Linked DNA regions of Mus musculus: region 2 is linked to region 1. A link is a contact called in public promoter capture Hi-C data. All regions are on one chromosome and are shown on one strand. Each heading gives the region's core, a stretch centred on a gene start, on an enhancer-like site or on the middle of the called end of the contact. The rest is flanking DNA. Distances are from core to core; before and after follow the strand shown. Region 1 holds the start of Vangl2 (VANGL planar cell polarity 2). Region 2 has its middle 14 kb from the start of Gm22950.

Region 1 (7,175 bases), core at 4,602-7,101:
TAGACTGGTCTTGCATTCCTAGACTTTAGCCATCCTTTTGACACTGTCCCAAGTAGTCGGGAACATAGGCTTGCAATAGTGTCCCCCAGCTAAACTGTTTCATTGCCTGTGTATTCATTTCTTTTCTTTTTTTTTTTTAAGATTTATTTATTTATTATATGTAAGTACTGTCTTCAGACACACCAGAAGAGGGAGTCAGATCTCATTACGGATGGTTGTGAGCCACCATGTGGTTGCTGGGATTTGAACTCTGGACCTTCGGAAGAGCAGTCGGGTGCTCTTACCCACTGAGCCATCTCATCAGCCCATTCATTTCTAATGTTAAGGGCTGTGTTGTATTCCTTTAACATTACACTTGAGGGTTGGCGAGATGACTCAGGTTCGGAGCACTGGGTGCTTTTCTAGAGGATCTGGATTTGATTCTAGCATTCACACGGTGGTTGGCAACCATTTGTAACTCCAGTTCTCGGGTATTTGGTGGGTTCTTCTGACTTCTTCAAATACTGGCCACAAATGAGGTGTACAGACATATACACATGCAAAACACTCACATACATAAACATTTTTTAGGACAGCTCTCAGCCACTAAGACAACTAGTGTATATAGAAATAATCGATCCCTTCTCACCTTTGGAATTTTAATTAAGGGCTTTGCACACGTTATGCAAGTACTCTTCTACCACTGATCTATATCCCCAGCCCCCCTTTGTCATTGTGTGTGATGTCTGAACATGTGTGTCCTGCTCCTTCTTATTTTTTATTTTGAGGCAAGCTTTTACTAAGTTGCTCATCCTGGCTTTGAAAGCACTCTGTAGACTAGGCAGGTCTTGGACACACGATCCTTCTGTCCAACCTCCAGAATAGTTAAGATAATGAATGGGCTTGCACCAACTAGCCTGGCCAGATTTGGTTTTCTTTATTGTCTTCATAAAATGGGCTAGGAACTATTTCTCCCACTTTGTTTTATAGAGAGGGTCTAGAGAGCTGGCTCCTGGTTTAAGAGCACTTGCTGGGCTGGAGAGATGGCTCAGTGGTTAAGAACACGGACTGCGCTTCTAAAGGTCCCGAGTTCAAATCCCAGCAACCACATGGTGGCTCACAACCATCCATAATAAGATCTGACGCCCTCTTCTGGTGTATCTGAAGACAGCTCTAGTGTACTTAGATATACTAACAAATTAAAATAAAAATCTTAAAAAAAAAAAAGAGCACTTGCTGCTCTTCCAGAACACCACAGTTTGGTTCTCAGCATCCACATTGGGCAGCTTACAACTGCCCGTGTTTGAACACTTGGCCCATCATAAGGAGTAGCACTATTAAGAGGCGTGGCTTTGTTGGGATAGGTGTGGATTTGTTGAAGGAAGTGTGTCACGAAGAGGTGGGCTTTGAGGTCTCAAAAAACTCAAACTAGTTCTTTGCCTGCTGCCTTTGGATCCAGAAGTAGAACTCTCAGCTCCTTCTCCAACATCATGTCTGCCTACCAAGACGATAATGGACGATGCTTTTCCTGTATGAGAGCTGCCGTAGTCAAGCTGGCTCTTCACAGTAAAGAAAAGAAAAGAAGAGAAAAGAAAAGAAAAGAAAACAAAAAACCCGCAAAAAGGGGCTGGTGAGATAGCTCAGTGGGTAAGAGCACCCGACTGCTCTTCCGAAGTTCCAGAGTTCAAATCCCAGCAACCACATGGTGGCTCACAACCACCCGTAATGAGATCTGATGCCCTCTTCTGGTGCATCTGAAGACAGCTACAGTGTACTTACATATAATAAATAAATAAGTAAATAAATAAATAAATCTTAAAAAAAAAAAAAACCTAGACAAGAAACTACTCTCACTTCTAGAGCTTGTTAAGTCTTCTCTGATAGACACAGCCTGTGGGAAACCTCTGGGATGTGTGCCTGGCCATCCTTGCTGTCCAAGTCCATGAAGTGGTGAGGAGTTAAACAAGCCTTTACTGAAGGCCTTGATACTAGGAGTCTCCCTCCCCGAACAAGATTCCCGAAAAAACAAAACAAAACAAAACAAAACAAAACAAAACAAAACAAAACAAAACAAAACAAAACAAAACACCAAAAAAACCCCCAGAGGTGCTGAGGCATGGAACAGGGAGGGGCAGGAAGTTTGACTAGAAATTTACTGGGGCACTGTGTTTCTGTGGAGGGATTTCTGTTACCTCATTACTAACTTTTGCGTGAATAGAATTAAGGTTTGAAGAAATAAGTGTCTATGCATTCAACATCCAAGAATGGTAAGCCAGACACGGTGGTATTTGGGAAGCTAAGACAGGAGGCTTTTACTTTTTTTTTTTTTTTTTTAAAGATTTATTTACTTGATGCATGTGAGTACATTGTTGCTCTCCTCAGACACACCAGAAGAGGGCATCGGATCCCATTCCAGATGGATGTGAGTCACCATGTAGTTGTTGGGAATTGGAACTCAGGATCTTTGGAAGAACAGTCAGTGCTCTTAACTGCTGAGCCATCTCTCCAGCTTGGGGTTTTACTTTTAAAAAATTTTATTTTTTATTTTACCTATTCAATTTACATCCCGCTCACTGCCCCTCCCACAATCCTTCCCATACCTCACCCTCCCCTTTTCCTCTCAGCAGGTGAGGGTCCTCCTGGTATTCCCCTACCCTGGCACTTCAAGTCTCTGTGAGGCTAGGTGCATTCTTTCCCACTGAGTCCAGACAAGGCAGTCCAGCTGGAAAAACATATCCCAGGTACAGGCAACAGCTTTTGGGATAGCCCCATTCTGGTTGTTCAGGACTCACATGAAGACCAAGCTGCACATCTATTACATATGTGCAGGGAGGCCTAGGCTCAGCCTGTGTATGCTCTTATGTTGGTAGTTCAGTTTCTGAGAGCTCCAGTGGTCCAGCTTAGTTGACTGTTGGTCTTCCTGTGGAGTTCCTATCCTCTCTGGGGCCTGAAATCCTTCTTCCTGCTCTTCCATAAGAGTCCCTTAAGCTCCATCCACTGTTTGGCTGTGGTTGTCTGCATCTGTCTGAGTCAGCTGCTGGGTGGAGTCTCTCAGGGGACAACCATGGTAAACTCCTGTCTGCAAACATAACAGAGTCTCACTAATAGTATCAGGGATTGGTGCTTGGCCCTGGGATGGGTCTCTGGTTGGGCCGGTTATTGGTTGGCCGTTCCCTCAGTTTCTGCTCCATGCCCTGTCCCTGCATTTCTTGTAGACAGGATAAATTTTGGGTCAAAAGTTTTGTGTGTGTGTGGGGGGGGGGTTGGTGTCTGTATTGTTCCACTAGGGTTCCTGCCTGGCTACAGGAGGTGGCCTCTTCATGTTCCATATCCCCAGTGCTGTGACTCACAACTAAGGACACCCCCATTGAATCTTGGGTGCCTCCCTTATCCCAGATCTCTGTCTCCTCCTGGATATGCCCCCTACCTCCTCACCCCCATCAGTTGCAGATTTCCATTCATTCTCATGGCCATCTGGCCATCCCTGACAGGAGGGTTTTAAATTCTAAACTAGCCTTACTACCAGAAGAGATCTGGACTATGGAATGAAACAAATAAACCCCCAAAGTCCAATTTGTCCCCCTATGTATTCCTTCAGGTTCCTGGCCTCCCTAGTTTCCAACCTCCCTCTGACTCTGCAGGTTTTCCTCAAAGGGAAAATTGTGGTTAGATGCCACCTACCTGGGTGCTCTTCTTCTTCCTAAAGAATTAGGCTAAGTCCTTCAGATCCTGAATGCCTGACCCTTGTCTTTGGGTCTTGGCTTCACTACTCTCTGAGATTTGAAGATGTGTGAAATTCATTCTAAGGGCGAGAGTGGAGGCTTGTTCAGAGAGTTGTTGGATAGGAAGCACTAGAATGATTACATTTAATGTCAGACACCTGTTTAAGGCAGTACTCTCCTTGCAGATGTAACTTCTCAATTACATCTGGTTCTGGGAGGAGAGGAAGAACTGAGTGTATTCCCGTTTCACACTTAACAGACATCAATCCTGAAGTCTCCCGTACGTACGTTCGTGACATCTTGACTTACATCTCAAACTTCAGCTGGGGCCCGCTCTACAAAGTCATTTGTAATTCTGACGTCAGAAACTCATTTCCAATTCTTTGGGGCCTGTCTCCGGGTCTGGGAAACAAGCTGGCAGAATGTGAATATAATTTACACTAAACATAAAAGAGATCCTGCCCGCAACGTAATGTGGCAGTTCTAACACTGTCAAGTTATAGACTAGTGCTCAACACTGGAGGTGTGCTTTGGACAGGTAAGGGGACTCTGAGGTCTTTCTGTCTCCTTTTACTGTCTTCCACTGTTCTGCTCTTTCCTTGCATTCCTGGTGTGGTTACAGGACCCCCAGAGCAGTCCAGTGCCTGGCACATGACAGACGTAGGTGAAGGAAGGTCATTGTGTTTGCAGAGACTGTGGTACTTGAAACTATGACTGTATTTCATTCACGTCGTCTTAACGCTAAGTTCTTTGCTAATATGCGGGAACAGTGGCTGGAGAGAAACAAGGGTTTGGGCAGAGCTGAAGGGAAGCAGCGTTTGTTTAGCTTCTTCACCTTTGAACAGCCATATGCGGACAAAGACAATCTGTCCTCATTTGGGGACTGGTTCGAATGTATAACAGAGATGTGCCTGAGTTTTAGGGAAGACTCCATTAGAGAAAGGAACAGAGACTGGGAGTCGCCTTCTCTGGGATTTCTTAATCACAGGGTTGGGAGGGGCAGGTATCAGAATTGGAAGGTGGAGATGGTGGGGGTGTGGAAACGTGTTCGAAGATGCTTTTGAAGCGGCACTGTTCTAGGTAAGTGGCAGGTTACAAGGTAAATAGTACTAGCAGCAATGTAATAATGTAATAATACTTTTGCTTTCATTCACTCCGAGGGCAACCTGGCCTTCCCACAGCTACTTTATGGTGGGCTCGTCCCTGTTGGGTTCCTAGGCACTTTAGCAACTCTAACTGGTTTGTTTCTTAGTGTGCTCTGAACTGGAAATGCCCTAAATGTGCCAGATATTTTATTCTAGCCTACATTCCCTGGGTCCTACCTGCAAAGCTAAATTAGCCAAAAGTTTTGGAGTTCCGCATCCACCCGGGTTTTTTTTTTTTTTTCCTCTCTCTCTAGGCTTCCTGGGAGAAGGCCCCCCTCTCCTCTGGTGCCCCAAGTCGCGGGCCCTCGTCTTCTCCCCCTCCCCCTCTCCCCTAGGGCAGGATTCCCTTTGTAATTAATCCCAACACTCAAACCAGAGGGGAGGAAAACGTGTTAATGAGTGAGCGTCCCAGTCTGACTAGGCGGTCTTCGCTCACAGCTAGAACACCGAGTAATTAAATTATTTTTGGAAGAAGGAGGGGTATGGTGTCAGGGAAATACCGTATACATGGGAGAGGGGCCTGTCTCTTGTCACTAATTAATATCAGGGATGACCCTTTTCGCAGTTCTAGGCCGGAGGGGACCAATCTTCCCCACGTCTCAGATTCCACTGGAGTTTGTGAGACCAGGTTTGTGGTTCTAAAGAAGAGAATATGGCCAACATCAGGGCCTAGGGGAAAGGTTTTCAATCGGGGGTCGAAGAAGACAGCTCCAAGAGGGGCTGCGGGCTGGACCAAAGCCAAGAGCCGAGGCAGCTTCGAGCACACCTTCCTGGCCAGGTCTGGAAGCCAGGAGCGGATTCCCAGGATCCAGAGGGCGCAGGGCATGGCCAGGCGCAGGGCTGGGGGTGCCGCGACTCGGGGAAGAGCCGGGCCGCAGACAATGGACGCAGCAGCGGGAGGGGCGGCGGCTGCGGGAACAGCCGGGAGGCGGCACCTGGGAGCTCTCTCCCCGCCCCCTGCCCCCTTCTGGTCCCCTCCCCCTCTGGTCCCCTCCCCCTCCGCCGCCGGCTCCAGATCTGATTCCTGATCCCCGATTGCTTGGTTCTGGGTCCCGCCATGGGAGCCTGAGTGCCCTGCAGTCCCCTCCGGCCCCCTGCCCCCGGGGCCTCGAGGGGGAAACAGGCGAGTGGTCTGGGACGGAGCCGGGGTGAGCGACCTCAGGAGCCCCCCTCGTCAACCCCCATCGCCCGCGCTGCCGGTTCTGGAGCGCGGAGTTCGGAAAGACCGGGTGCGCTGCGGATACAAAGGCGCGGAGCGGAGTGGGGCGTGCGCCCAGTCCACCGGGCTGTTCGCAGTGGCGGGTGAGTGGCGGGCCGCGGGGGCGCGGGCAAAGTTTGCGGAAAAAAAAAAGGAAAGAAAGAAAGAAAGCAACAGAAAAAAGAAGGAAACCATGCAAAAGACCAGGGAGCGCCCGGCCCTGGAGAAAGCAGGATGGCTTCTGGGGGAAGGGGGGCTTGAGGCACCCCCTTCCGGTCTGTCCTCCACTGCACAGCGGAGTAACCCCAACTTTGGGGAGGGGAAGGGGCGTATGGGGAAGGGGCGGAGCCCAGGCCTTAAGAGCCGGGGACTTTCCTGGGCCGGGGGGCCCAGGGCGGGCGCCTGAACGATCCCAAGGGAACCCATTGAAGCCGGGGATTGGGTAGCGTGTGTTGGAGGTGGTGGGAGAGGCCGTGGAAGGATCGGAGGCTGGAGGTATTGGAAGCTGAAGGTATGTAGGGATGCATACACACCTTTGGAGTGTGGGGAGGAAGGGGCAGGTATGTGTTTAGGGGGTAGAGTGGATCCTTGAGAGATGGCCCCGCACAGCAGTGTGTGTGTGTAGCCCAAGGATGGGACTTGCGGCGATACTGGTGAATGTGTGTTGGGGTGTGTGTGGGGAACCAACGACATCATATTTGTCCCTTGTCCTATTTACTCATCGAAGGTCCTAAGCACTGCATTAGTGAGTTTTAAAGGGTTGGTTGGGGGATCAGTATGCATGATTCTTTGTTTTGTGTGTGTATGTGTGTGTGTGTGTGTGTGTGTGTGTGTGTGTGTGTGTGCATATACGCTTTGACGTACTGCGTGTTCCTGCAGGTGGGCCCTGGGTTTGGATGTGTAGATGTTTCTCTCTCTCTCTCTCTCTCTCTCTCTCTCTCTCTCTCTCTCTCTCTCTCTGTGTGTGTGTGAGAGAGAGAGAGAGAGAGAGAGAGCTGACCACACACATCTGCTGTGTATTTGGGTATGTATTTGTGTGTATACTCAAGGGAAGGGGTGTGTGTCTGTGTGTGTATGTGCTGAGAGAGGGGCTTATGGGAAAGAGATGGGCAGGTATTAGAGAAGGTGGGT
Region 2 (7,629 bases), core at 2,304-4,803, 280 kb after region 1:
TAGCTTTAATTCTTCCTCAGATGATTAATGTATGTGAAAATGTACCCTGTCACTCAAAGTAAGAGAAGGTCCAAGTTTGTGCTCATTGTAATGAAAATTTTACACTATTAAAGTCTCAATTTTAGGGATAAAGGGAGCCAACAAACCATGCAGACAACTATAAATTAGAAGCACAGGGCCTTGTGTGAGCCAGGGTAAGTCATAGTGCTGTGGAGATTGCTTTTTTATCTATAAAACAGTGCAATGCTGCACATGCTATGTCATGTAGAAGGTGCTCTGAACCCCACTCAGGACCAAAGTAATTGTTCCCAAATGCTGTGAGTATTAGTGTTTCAGCTGAGTTCTTCTCCAGATGCCTCCAAGTAGTTCTTTACTGCAATCAACCCATGTCTAGAAACCGGTCAGTTGGCAGATAAATCAATGTAGAAGTCCAGTCCCCTTGAGTTGGAGCAGACATGAAAAGTCAGACTTCTGGAAGTGAACAAAAACCTTTGCTGCAACTGAATCCAAAATTCCACTTCTGCTCAGGACTTCCATCTTACCTCACAGGCAATTTTCCTGTTTTCCAGCAATCCCCCAATAAACTCTCTGCAAACTGACATGTCCAAAAGAAACCCCTGGACAAATGGTTAACTGTGATGCCTATTAACGTACATCTCGCTGGCCTCAGGCTCTCTTGGTATAGGAAGGAAGTACCTGATTCAGAGTCTAAGATGATGACATCTCCTCTCAGTTCTCCTCACCCTGCCCCATACCCCAAACCTCTCCAGCCCGGACGCTTCCCTTTCCCCAGCTTCTCATTCCTATGTAACCAAGACATTTCAGCTGTGAGTGTTCTTAGCTCTTGGTCTCCTTTGCTCTCTTGGTCTGTTGCTCCCCTCCCCCATTTTCCCACTCCTCCCTCTCTCTTCTCTTGGCCTGGTCCAGTCTGCTAGCCATGTTCACTGTGACATTTTCTCTCCATGCGCTGGACTCTTTCAGAGGCCTCTGGCTGTTTTCTTCAATCACATCTTCTCCTTAAGCATACCTTAGAACAGTTCTCATTTCATTTAGGAACAAATCTCCATTTCAGAGTCTAGTGTTTAAAAGCCTGTCCGAAGATATCTCACATAATTTGAGGGTAGGGGTATTAAACCAACAGCGTATGTAATATATCATTTGATTGCTAGTTTCCTTGACTTTGTTTTTGGTGGATTCATGGCAAGCAGAGTGTTTTCTTTTTTTTTTCTTTTTTTTTTCCACACCATATCAAAACTCTCAAGAGAGGAACAAAAGAGGACAATTAAAATAGCAAGGTCATAAGGAAAAGTGAATAGCTGGGGTAGGGGTGGGAGGCTCAGTGCTTCTGAGCTGGAGAAGTTTATAGCATGGGGATGAGGTGAGAAGAAGTAAGTATTTGTGATGCTACAGGAGCCTGGAAGCCAGCATGTGCTTTGTTACACTAAGAGGCACCACTGATAGCCATTCATCCCCTCTACCAATGGTAAGGGAGTGGGATCCTTCGTTAGAGGGGCCCAGGCTTCACAAGTTTCTGAGGAATGTTGACTTTTGTTTAACCACCAGAACTTGGGGTAGTGGAGTTTTCTTTGGACCTGATGTTGCTTTAGAAAAATTATTTTGGCACAGTGATCAGATTTACTTAAAATTAAAATCTGGGAGAAATAATGGTTTCCTATTATCTATACTGGAAGAATTAAAGACCTAACTCAAAAAGTGCCCATTGGAGGGGAGAAGCTGTCCACCAGAGCCACTTAGTATGTAGACTTGGCAGGTGTACACAGGGAAGCACAGTAGAGAAACGGCAGACACAACCTCTCCATGGTATGGTTAAGGCAAAAGCTTTTATTGTATATAAAAGGGAGAAAATATCCAGATGCAGATAGAAGAGAGCAGAGCAGAAAGAGAAAGAAATAGCATGAACATGGCCAGCAGACTGGACATTGCCAGGGCTATCTACAAGAGAGGGAGGAAGAGTAGGGGATAGAGTAGAGAGAGCATAGAGGATAGAGGGAGCATAGAGAATAGAGAGAGCATAGAGAATAGAGAGCATCGTGAGAGAAGCAGGAGCAGAACATACAGAAAACAGTGAAAATAGCAAGGTTGTAAGCAGAATGAGTAGCTGGAGGAGGGGAAGGTCAGAACACTAGTGTGGGGGCTTTGAAATGTATAACAAATGCTTGTGAGTAAGGACTGGGGGATCCTGGAAGCCAGCATGGACCTTCATATTCTGATAGACGCTAACAGTATATGTTAATTAAAGAACCACGTGTCCCTTTTGCCAGAGGTAAGGGAAATGACTCTTTCTTTTGGCTGATGGGAACAAGCTTTGAAAGATCCTGAGGAATGGTGGCTTTTATTTAACTATCAGAAATCCTCCTAGTACGGGTTCAGTTCATGTCCAGATAGTTGGACTGCCTCTAGGAGTTTGTGGAATTGAAGATTCTTTTGGACCTGACAGCAGAATTTGATGTCTATTTGAATGCTGGACATGAGGGACACTATGACATTTAGCTGTGAGGTTTAGTCTCCTGCAAACCTAGAAGTAGAAAAAACTTTGGGGCATAATTGGGAGCAAGGAACATAAGGTGAGTTGTCAGTTTGAGAAATGTTTGGTTGAAATATTTACAGTTCATCTAAATGGAAGATTCCAGGAAATATTTGAGTACATATACCGACTGTAAGAGAATAATCTAGAAACAAAACTCAAAATTAAAACAATCTTAGAAGTCACCTATTTTAGCTCTCTCACCTCACTCTGAGAAAAGCTCGACTTAAAGGCTAACACCTTTAAGGGACTTACCATGAAGTGAGTTTTTACAAAGATGTGACCAGAAACCAGATCTCTTGGGTTGAAGTCAGTGCACCCAACTCCTGGTTAAGTTCCTTTTTTTTTTTCTTTCTCTCTCCTTTTTTCTATTTATCTTTATGCTTCCCGATGTAACAGTGAATGAGATACAATGTTGCTAAATGTGTTTGTTGAACATACTAATTCTACTTATTATTTGGGGGTAAGGTTGATCCCTTCTATAAACATCATCACTGAAATTATATTTTAGAGGCATCTTGGAAGTCATCAGACCCAGGGAAATCCAATTTAGCCACCAACATTTGCATTTTACCCCCCTCCACTTCCTCTAAGCAAAACCTGTTGCTCAGGTCACAACCATGGGAAGATTTTGTGCTAAATCCTCTGATTCAATTGAGAAGACGAATGAAAGCAAACATTAAAATATTTGGGTATTGAAATCATGTAATCAATTATCTTATTTTACACTTGAAGGAACTTGAACTAAGAGCTCTTATCTTGAGTTAGACACTTTAAAGTCCTAAATGAGGAAGAAGGAAAGTAGCAGTCTGGAACAGAAGAAGATAACACACTAGTTAAGCCCTCACTGTATGCTTGACCTTGTGTGGCATGATTGAGTGCAATTTTCTCCCTTGATACCCATAGAAAGATCATCTACATATTTTTCACACAAGGAATGTTCATTCTTCCTAGAGTTCTACAATTAGTAAATGGTAATTTTGGAACATAAACCCCAAATTGTCTGACTCCAGAGCCCATGCCTCATCTTCTATGGCATAGAGTCTATGGTATGCAACCTCTAGAGGTTTCTGGTACCATTCCAAGCATTAGGTATAAACCTGGAGATCAAAGAACCGTTGCTGGTGCTTTCTCTAGAAGCCAGTGAACCTGCCTGTCTTGTCATCCTCTCAAGGCCTGGAAAGTTCTAGGATCTAAGAGAATTCAGGAGATTCTTCTGATTGGCAGGGGATGCCCAATGTTGCATCAGTAAAGGCAGGCGTTATCCTGGACCTACAGTGTCAACTCTGCCGCTAACTAATCAAGAGGCCTCGGGAAAGCCACTTCTCTGTGATGGTTTTCCAAGATGGAAGAAAGCATAGAGAAATGTAAATTTTGTGGGCTTCCCTGTTGATTTCCCAAGCTTCTCTACAACACTCCTCTCTGTCACATCATAGGTCTAAAGGGTCAATGTGTGAGGGAAAGTGAGTCTCTTCTCAGAAATGTATCTTGGCTTTGGAGAACAATTGCTTTGAGTCTTAACAAATGAGTAAGAGTTTATTGGATCAATGAGGAGGAGGCGGGTTCCAAGAAGTGCAAAAGTTTGAACAAAGGCGCAGGGTATTTCTGAGGAGTTGCAAATGCAGAAAAGTTGCAGCATTTGGTGAAGAGCTGGGGAAGGGGGGCGGGAGGGTTAAGCTAGAAATGAGAAAGGAGAAATCCACAGAAACCAAGTCATGCAAGGTGTTGTCGGAAGCTTGGGCGCTCTAAGGAGCATGACGGTGTGGTCAGTAAACTTCTGCTTTAGAAAGGTCCTTCTGCTCCATGTCCCTGTTCTTCGTCAGAGATAGCAAGGCTAAGAGAGGTGCTCCTGCTCTTTAGAAGGTAAAGAGATGGACAGAACTACAACACCACCAGTTTATAGCCCTGGTCTATTTGCTAATTGTAGTGGTTAATCTTGACTGTCATCTTGATGGGATTCCAGAATCAACCAACCCTTGGGGCCAATATCTGGGGCGTTTTCAGGAATTAAAAACTGAAAGAAAAAGTGTAGGGTAAAAAAAAAAAAACGTCTGAGCTTATGTCCAGGTTTGAAAACCCACCAAATCCCGAGTTCAAAATCCCACCAATCCCTGATCTTGAAATCCCACCAATTCCTGGGCTCACCCCAAGCTCAGGACTTGAAACCCCACCAATCCTGGAAATCCTTATCCTGGAAAACTGCTGCCAAGAAACCCTGTATAAAGCCTGCCTCCAGCTCAGTTCCCTCCTGCTTCTCAAAGGAGCAGAGGCAGCCATTGTCTTTCCCAGTAAGTTTCTTGCATGAGGTTTGTTGTGCAATGTGACTTGGTGGTGTTCCTTGACTCCCACCTTCCAGGACAACTTTCCCTTCAGAGCTATAAGACTTGCATTGGGGAAACCTTTCCCCTCAGAGCTGTAACACTCACAAAAAGACACTTGCCTGGAGTGGATGGGACCGTTTAGTGGGTGATTCAATAAAATATCCTGGTGCATGCTGATTGGCCTAGCACGGCTTCCTGCTTGTGTCTATTCTCCTAGTTGCTTTCACTGTCCTCCACTAACACCTGACTCCAGCTTCTTCAGTCTTCCAATACAGACAGACAACTAGGACAATCCAGGACATCAATAAGAGGCTGGGACAGCCTCATGGGTTCTCAGCCGCTCCAGCATGCAGAAAGCCATTGCTCCACTTTAAGCATTCTATGTGTACATTCCAGACAACCCTGCTAGCATACTATTCTGGAACGCTCTGTTTCCTTTCCCTCTCCTCTTTCCTCTCCTCGTTCCAGTCCCCAAGTTCCTCTCCCTACAGAGGAAGAATCTTCCCATGTTATCCAGGTGGCACCTGGAATTCTTTTGTCTGCACCTCTTGAACAGCTGAGTTCACAGACTCATGCCATCATGCCTGGACTTTTCTTGACTAAATCAACGAAAAACTCATCTGTCCTCTTCTCATTGATAATGTGATGAGTGTTTGGTTGAAAATGATTATTTGTTTTGAGAGCCTAAGCAAGAATCTATAAAAGGAAGGTCCTATGTGGGTAAAGAGGGGGACACCAGTGTTTAACAAGATCTCAGGATTTTAAAGGCTCATCAGTGAGAAATAATAAAGGCTAACTATTCATGGATTTATCTTTCTAAGTTTTGATTTAAAAACTTAGAAAGTTTAAGAATATTAAGAGATGTATACAGAGAAAACAAAGACACGGTAGCACACACATGTGTCATCCCAGAGCTTAGGAAGTAGAGACAAAAGGATCAGAAATTCAAGTCCTGCCTCAGCTACAGTAAATTCAAAGCTAGCTGGAGATACATGATACCCTATTTCAATACCCAATTCTGAACAACAATAAAACACAACAACAACAAAAATCCACCTTTATAGCCTGTCTACTTAGTTAGTTGGCTATGACTGAATAGCTATTCTTTAATGCTTTGCTCCATTTTAATTCTCTCTCTCTCTCTCTCTCTCTCTCTCTCTCTCTCTCTCTCTCTCTCTCTCGCCCTTTTCTTCTTTTCTCTCCCTCTCCCCATCTATATGTGTATGTGTTATATAGTATGCATGTATGTGAATATATACTTATACATATATAGGCATATGTATAGGCATATATGTATATACAAATATATATCACATATATGTTTGTTACCTTTCCCTTTACAATGATGAGATACTTGACAAAATCACTTAAAGGAAGAAGGACTTATTTGGGCTTGCAGCCTAGATGTCCAGTCCATCACGCTGGGGAAGGCACGGTGGCAGTGGCTCAGCTGTGGAAGCTGTAGATGAAGGCGCTGGTTATAGTGTATCCACCGTCCGGAAGCAGAGAGAGAGATGGATACTGAAGCTGCACTTACTTTCTCCTGCTGCTTTAGACCAGGATCTCAGTCTGTAGGATGGCGATGCCCACCTTCAGGAGGGGTCTTTTTTCTCCAGTTAAGCCTTCCTAGTAAGCCCCTCACAGACACAGCCAGAGGTTTTGTCTCCTAGGTGATTCTAAATACCATCAAGTTGATAGTCAAGATTGATCATCATAAAACATGTATCGCCAGGTGGTGGTGGCGCACGCCTTTAATCCCAGCACTTGGGAGGCAGAGGCAGGCAGATTTCTGAGTTCAAGGCCAGCCTGGTCTACAGAGTGAGTTCCAGGACAGCCAGGGATATACAGAGAAACCCTGTCTCAAAAAGAAAAAAGAAAAAAAGAGAAAAAAAAAGTATCATTTTCCTAAACTATCGAAGATTATGTATATTACGATCCTTTATCCCTAACTTTGGTGTGCATAGCTAGGACAGTCTCTCAGTTGACAGGAGCAAAAACAGGCTGTTTCAAGTTGGTAAGGGTGGGAATTTTAGTATCGTAATAAACTGCAGGTCACTTCCAGACACTCTGGATTCATCTACACCTGCCCCAGTGGCTTCAGCACATTTAGTCCACCTTGCTTTCCTCTTAGCCAATTGCACACCACCATCACCATCCCACGCTCTCCAGAAACCAACCTCATGAGATTTTGTTTGCATAAGCCTGTACTGGCTAGTTTTGGGTCAACTTGACACAGCTGGAGTTATCACAGAGAAAAGAGCTTCAGTTGAGGAAATGCCTCCATGAGATCCAACTGTAAGGCATTTTCTCAATTAGTGATCAAGGGGGAAAGGCCCCTTGTGGGTGGGACCATCTCTGGGCTGGTAGTCTTGGTTCTATAAGAGAGCATGCTGAGCAAGCCAGGGGAGGCAAGCCAGTAAAGAACATCCCTCCATGGCCTCTGCATCAGCTCCTGCTCCCTGACCTGCTTGAGTTCCAGTCCTGACTTCTTTCAGTGATGAACAGCAATGTGGAAATGTAAGCTGAATAAACCCTTTCCTCCCCAACTTGCTTCTTGGTCATGATGTTTTGTCCAGGAATTGAAACCCTGACTAAGACAAAGCCCTTCTGGGCTCGTTCTCTGTCCCATTCTGCAGCTTCACTTGTGACACATGCATGGAGGAAAGAATTTGAGTAGGTTCAAGCAAGTGTGCTCAGCAGTCAAGGAGCTCGCCTCTCTTCTTCAGAAAAGGGCCACAACATGGCTCCCTCATATTGACTAAA

The links. Promoter capture Hi-C pulls out the DNA fragments that hold promoters and counts their contacts.
Region 2: a promoter capture Hi-C map of the HPC-7 cell line shows a contact between it and region 1. The contact joins the enhancer-like site here to the promoter of Vangl2 in region 1. A contact is called at or near these places in 5 of 39 promoter capture datasets (the C10 cell line, the HPC-7 cell line, hematopoietic stem and progenitor cells and 1 more), 1 of 15 datasets of contacts at CTCF or cohesin (large pre-B cells), 1 of 484 Hi-C or Micro-C datasets (bone marrow-derived macrophages), 3 of 115 datasets of contacts at active chromatin or transcription factors (bone marrow-derived macrophages, embryonic stem cells and large pre-B cells) and 1 of 9 other capture datasets (liver).

Annotation. Positions count from the first base shown.
Region 1 is chr1:172,025,971-172,033,145 of GRCm38.p6, reverse strand. Vangl2 (VANGL planar cell polarity 2) reads left to right here and starts at 5,851. Exons shown (of 8, transcript NM_033509.4): 1 at 5,851-6,148.
Region 2 is chr1:171,744,050-171,751,678 of GRCm38.p6, reverse strand. No RefSeq gene overlaps it. Among named protein-coding and RNA genes, the nearest start is that of Gm22950, 14 kb to the right of the region's middle. Within about 2 kb of position 3,553, at least 7 of the 459 cell types and tissues checked have an H3K27ac peak or open chromatin away from gene starts, as enhancers often do. A contact at or near this core is called in the HPC-7 cell line, where this site is marked.